Linked DNA regions of Mus musculus: region 1 is linked to region 2. A link is a contact called in public ChIA-PET data. All regions are on one chromosome and are shown on one strand. The core of a region is the stretch at or near the end of the contact, and the rest is flanking DNA. Distances in the headings are between cores, read along the strand shown.

Region 1 (3,213 bases), core at 4-2,503, 160 kb before region 2:
GCAGCACATGGGCATGACAGCTCACTGCTCAATAGCCTAGTAATACGAACAAAAACGGGAGTTGGGGGATCAAAAGTAAAGGACAGGGGCATAAAAGGGACTAGGGGTCTATCCAGGCAATAATGCTTGATTCTTGCTGAGAACATTCTTTCCAGAAATCCGAAAGGGGAAAAAAAAAATCCTAAATAGCAATCTCAAACTCACAATGACTCAAAGAGTTCCTGTTTTCTCTGTTTGAACAGCAAAAAAAGATAAGCCAGAAAAATGACCATGCAAAGTCACATTGGATACCAGAGTCCTGAGGGATGGATGGGTTCAGGGGGAAAAAGCAGAAACATTTCCTCTCCTAGGGACAATCCTTCCCTCTCGCAAAGAACAAAATCCCAGGAATTCTGTAAATTTCTGCTTGTCCATATCTAGGGACCTAGGCAAGTCCAGAAAACCCACAGCTATCACTCCTAGACTTCACAGTCACCACTAGGAGCTGGCTCAAAACTGGACTCTAAAAGCAACAAGAAAAAGAACTCATAGGAAGTTACTTGATTCTGGACGAAAATAATTAGATCAACATTGTCATAGTTTAGTGAAAAGGACTTGCCGATTTGTGAGAGTGGACCCAGCCCTGGACATGTCCAGGGCTCCCCTTTCCTAGGGAGCCCAAAACAGGTACTCAGAGGAAAAAAAAAAAAAAAAAAAAAAAAAAACGCACAATGAGACCCAGGTGCGTCACGCCACAAAGATCCTAGGCAGAAAAAAGGGAGCTGCCCCTGTGAGCTCACGTCCCTAAATGACCCAAACTGGAAAAAATGGGTTGATGCGGACCCTTGGATCCCGGAGCACAGGAGCCAAACAAGACAATAGAGCCATAAAGAAGAAAATGACAGGAAGAGCTGGAGGAGCTCTGGAAAGGGACCGGAGAGGAGTGCAGAAATGGAGCTGGAAGAAGCGCCCGGAGAAGGGGGCGTGGAGTGAATCTGCCACGGACGTCCACGGTTGCTTCCAGGCGCCACAGACACGGGGATAGCTCCCTCCCTCCGCCCACCTGCCCCGCCGCTCCCCGCGTCCCGCACCGTGTTGTAGAACTCGGCAATGGCAGGCACGATAGTGTAGTTGTCCTCGCACCAATCCACCTCCGAACTGCCAGCCCGCAGGTGGTCCCACCAGTGCGGGGCGCCCATGGCCGCTCTGGAGCATCGGAGCAGCTTCTCTGCAGCGGCGACCGGCCCGAGCGGCTGCGAGGCACACTGTGCGTCTGTGGCTTTATGCGGTGCGGGACAGCCTCCGGATACGGCGCCTCCCCGCGGCCCTCCCAAGCCGGGCTGTGCCCGCCTGCCACCGCCGGGACACTCACGCCCCAGCCCCGCCCCCCGGAGTCCCGGAGCACGGCGGCCACGCCCACCCGGGGCGGGACCTGACAGGCTTGGGGAACCCCCAAGGGTAGGACCGGGGCTGGGGTGGAAGTCGGGACTCTCCGGTTCCACCGTGGTTGGTGGCAAAGGTCTTCGGAGTCGCTCTTGTCCGCGTGCGTCCAGGTTGTGTAAAGAACGCCAAAACGGCCCCTACCCTTTGTAAAAATGTAAAGTACGGAAAAACGCACAGAGACCCGGACCTCTTTGGACTCCGGGGTAGTTCGCAGCAATTTTCTTCACTGCACTAGGGACACCAATTCTCACGCCTAAGGAATATTCTTGTTCCTCTTGAAGGCAGAACAGCTTTACCAGACCCAATTCGTTGCTGGCTAGGATAAAAAGATTCTCAAGGCTGTAGCAACAGGTTCTCTGGACCCTGCCAAGCATCCTGGGCCACCCACACCAGGAGAGCATTTCTGTAGTACTGAATGTTTAGTCATTTATGGGTAACATAAGACTTGGGGAAACCTTCGGCCATCCCAACCCACAGAAGATGCAGGTAAGAACACACAAGTACAGAACGTAATACATACATAGTTGTATATAGTACATATAGTATTATGAGCTGGGCACTGTTGAGAGAGTGTTCGTTCATATGTCACTCATTAGGTGTCCCCGGTGGCATCCTGGGTAGCGGGTTCTGTTAACCTTTCTACCTTTCTCTTCCTCAGACACCCACACAGCCATTGTCTCCACGGCTGGCAGAAGCTGCCAGTCTCCACCTCCTGTTTACGAAATCCAGCTTTATTCCTTACAGGCCAAACCACTCCTGTGACCTCATTATCCCACCTTCTGTCCCCTCTCCCTTCTCTAGAGCCGGTTCTACTGAAGGTCTTCTGGAACCCAAGAAGAAGAACATAGACTGTGACCTCCTTCTAGGGTCAGTTACAGGCTAGCAGGAGTGAGCAGGCCAGAGCCACAAACGAAAAATGCACTATAAGGGCTCCCTGCACAGTAATGGCTCCCCCACTGTTGTATATTCAACACCAGCTGGTCCAGCAGAACTGCTTTCTCATGTGATCATATTTTTCTCCTCCCGATAGCTTAGGCAAAAATAAGCTGGGTGTAGTGGCACAAGCTTGTAATCCTGGAAAGAAAAACTATCCATTATCTATCTATCCAATATGATATAAAACAGTTACTGTGTATGGCAATTTTCTGAATTTGTGGTCCACGTGATCAAAATGTTTCTTGTTAGTACTGTAACATTATTTATCATTTGCAACATTTTTATTTTTGATTTTTTTTTGAAACAGGGTTTCATGCAAGCCAGGCTGGCCCCCAAAGTGTTAGAATTTATAGGCACATACCATCACATCCAGGTTCTCTCTCTCTCTCTCTGTCTCTCTCTCTCCCTCTCCCTCTCCCTCTCCCTCTCCCTCTCCCTCTCCCTCTCCCTCTCCCTCTCCCTCTCCCTCTCCCTCTCCCTCTCTCTCATCAGTGTGTATTGTAGCATTCCAAAGGCTGCAGTGTGATATATGACACCTAATAGAATTTACACATTCATAGGCATTAGATATGCCAGTTTAAATTCCTAGTATTGTAAAAATGTTGATGATAGACCCATATAAATAAAGGGTATTCAGGGTCCTCAGTACTTTTTAAAAAGACTGAGTCCTGTGGAAAGGTGTCTGTATGAGTGTGCGCGGTACTCATAGAGAATGCTATACAAGTCTATTCATGCAGAGAGAGTCTAAAAGCAGCTGCCAGGTATAGCCTCTCTCACTCTCTGCCTTTACCTTTTAGACAAGGATTCTTCCTGAACTTTGAGTCTGCATTTCCTCAACTAGGCTGGCAGCCAGTG
Region 2 (2,824 bases), core at 109-2,608:
GTGCCCTAGGCATAGAGTTACAGTGGTTGTAAGCTGCCATGTAGATGCTGGGACTCACTGAATCCTGGGTACTCTGGAAGAGCAACCTGTATTTTTTTTTTTTTTGGTTTTTCGAGACAGGGTTTCTCTGTATAGCCCTGGCTGTCCTAGAACTCACTTTGTAGACCAGGCTGGCCTCGAACTCAGAAATCCACCTGCCTCTGCCTGGGATTAAAGGCATGTGCCACCATGCCCCGCCTACAATCTGTATTCTTAACTGCTGAGCCTGAGGGTCTCTGTTGTGATGCATTCAATCAAATACAAGCCCCTATGCATGCTGCGCAAACAAACACTCTATCACAAAACTACAGGTCCAACTAGGTGGCCCCTCTCCCTCTCCCTCCCCCTCCCCCTCCCCCTCTCCCTCCCCGTTCCCCCTCCCCCCTCCTCTTTCCTCCCTCCCCAGGCCTACTTCTCAACAAGGTGGAGCTTTACCTAGTCTAGATTGGAACTCAAGATCCTTCTGCTTGAGTAGCTTGGATTACAGATCTCTGACTCAGCTCCACCAAGTCTCAGTTTGGCTACTCTGTGAACTGAGAAGGACAGAACAAGTAAGTGAAATACCAGGGAGCCTTAGCATTCCTCAGAGAACTCCAGCAAAGGGAAGAGAACACTATACAAGCCAAATACCTGCCCTTCTTTATGGGAATTTACATAGCTCTCATCCTTTCTTTCCTTCTTTCTTTCTTTCTTTCTTTCTTTCTTTCTTTCTTTCTTTCTTTCTTTCTCTCTCTCTCTCTCTCTGTCTTTCTTTCTTTCTTTCTTTCTTTCTTTCTTTCTTTCTTTCTTAATTTATTCATTTTGCCTGATGATACATGCCTTTAATCCCAGCAGCTGGGTGGCAAAGACAGGTGGGTCTCTGAGTTTGAGGCCATATTAGTCCACAGAGTAAATTCCAGGACAGCCAGGGCTACACAGAGAAATCCTGTCTCAAACAAAATTTATTTGTTTGTTTGTTTGTTTGTTTGTTTATTTGATGCATGTGTGTGCTGGCATGTGTTTTTGCACACCACATGGGGCCAAAGGGCATCAGATGCCCTGGATCAGAAGCCCTGGTTGTGAGATGCCTGATGTGAATACTAGGAATGCAGCCCAAGTCTTCTGAAAGAGCAGTAAGTACCCTCAACACTCTAGCCTTCTCTCTAGTCCCTGGCTTTCATTTTTCTTATATTTTGTGTTTCTGTTATAGCTCTGCCAAACAGGGCTGGAGAGGTAGCTCAGTGGTCAAGAGCACTCTTTGCTCTTCCAGAAGTTCCAGGTTAGGTCTAATAGCCATATTAGGTGGCTCACCGCTGTCTGCCACTGCATTTTCAGGGGATCTAAGGCTCTCTGGCCGCCACCGACATTTGCATAGTGTTGCACATAAACTCATGCATGCATGCACACATACACACAAATAAGGATAAATAAATCTTTAACCAAAAAAAGAAAAAAAAAAAAGACTTGTGCCAAATAAATAACAAAACTAGTTACAAAATTATCTTCAAGGTTCTTTCAGCTCAGGAGTCTGAGGTTTTGCAAAGTTCACAGTTTCTGTTGCTATGGTTTCAAAACAAAGCCAAGGCTTTTAATGTTTTCAGGATAAAACCAACTTATGCCTGTAGGCAGAGAGCCAGGACATAACTCTAGGTCTCCTGACACTAAGGAAGAGATAGGATAATCTTTCTGGGCTCATGGAACTGGACCAAATAATTCATATTTGGTAATAGCTGTGGCTATTCCTGTGCTCTGCTTATGGGGAAACAAATTCTCTATTTTTGCTTCTTAATTTGTATTTTCTCCTTAGTGCCGGGGACCAAACAGAACCCAGGACTTTAGAGAAAAGATCTCTAGCACTGATTTAATCCACAAACTGCCTTTGAGTATAAGGAGTGAGTCTCTTTGGCTTGCTGGTGAGTACCCTATCTGTGATTATCATATTTATTACCCAATACTTTCCTAGGTAACTGTAGCTTCATGTTTGCTGAGTTCCACCTTACTGATAAAGAAGACATGGAGGAGAGATTTCACCATTGCTTCTACTCAGATTGTTTTACCCAACTTATTTATTGAATACTTTACTTTTTTATTTGACTTTGTGTATTATGCATGTGTATGTACATTTTGTGTATGTATTTATGTACGTGTGTATGTCGGGGTTTGGGGTGCCCATGCCTGAGCATATAGAGGCTAGATTCAAAGTCGGTATCTTTCTCAATCTTTCACCACCTTATTCTTTCAGACAGGCTCGCTGGCTAGACTAGTCATTCAGCTAGACTGGCTGACCAGCGAGCCCTTAGGTTCCTCTTGCCTCTCAGTCCCCAGGAAGCAGGTTCGAAGTGCGTCCAATCACACTAAAATTTTAATATGGCTTCTGTGGATTCAAACTTGGGTCCCCATGTTTGCTTTTCTGACCGATCCTCTTCCCAGCTTGCTCTTTGTTATTATTGATTTTATATATGTGGGTATTTTGCCTGCATGTGAATATATGCATTACATTTTGTGTCCAAGTTGACCTGATGAGAATATTGGATTCCCTGGAACTGGAGTTACAGATGGCTGTGAGTCACCACGTGGGTGCTTGGAATCTAACCCAGGGCCTCTGCAACAGCAGCAAGTTCTCTTAAACACTGAGATACCGCTTCAGTCTTTATTCTTGCTTTTAAAAGTAGATGACAAAGTAAATAGGTTCCCATCTGGGAATTGCTTCATTTTGGTTGAGCCTTCTCGCCTCATTCCTTCCTCTCTCTCTGCCCCGGTTCTTTGTCTACTCTACTCTTTGGCCCTTCTGTTCTTCCTTCTGCTT

The links. ChIA-PET counts read pairs in DNA pulled down with a chosen protein or histone mark.
Region 1: an RNA polymerase II ChIA-PET map of memory CD8 T cells shows a contact between it and region 2, with 40 read pairs. The contact joins the promoter of Acer2 here to the enhancer-like site in region 2. A contact is called at or near these places in 1 of 39 promoter capture datasets (liver), 1 of 484 Hi-C or Micro-C datasets (CD4 T cells), 4 of 115 datasets of contacts at active chromatin or transcription factors (CD8 T cells, effector CD8 T cells, embryonic stem cells and 1 more) and 3 of 9 other capture datasets (adipose tissue, liver and pancreatic islet).

The regions. Positions count from the first base shown.
Region 1 is chr4:86,872,454-86,875,666 of GRCm38.p6, reverse strand. Acer2 (alkaline ceramidase 2) reads right to left here and starts at 1,253. Exons shown (of 6, transcript NM_139306.3): 1 at 1,071-1,253. The coding sequence starts at 1,178.
Region 2 is chr4:86,716,210-86,719,033 of GRCm38.p6, reverse strand. The region is part of intron 2 of Gm42312 (a long non-coding RNA gene); the gene reads right to left. Among named protein-coding and RNA genes, the nearest start is that of Gm42312, 6.6 kb to the right of the region's middle. Within about 2 kb of position 1,358, at least 37 of the 459 cell types and tissues checked have an H3K27ac peak or open chromatin away from gene starts, as enhancers often do. A contact at or near this core is called in adipose tissue and memory CD8 T cells, where this site is marked.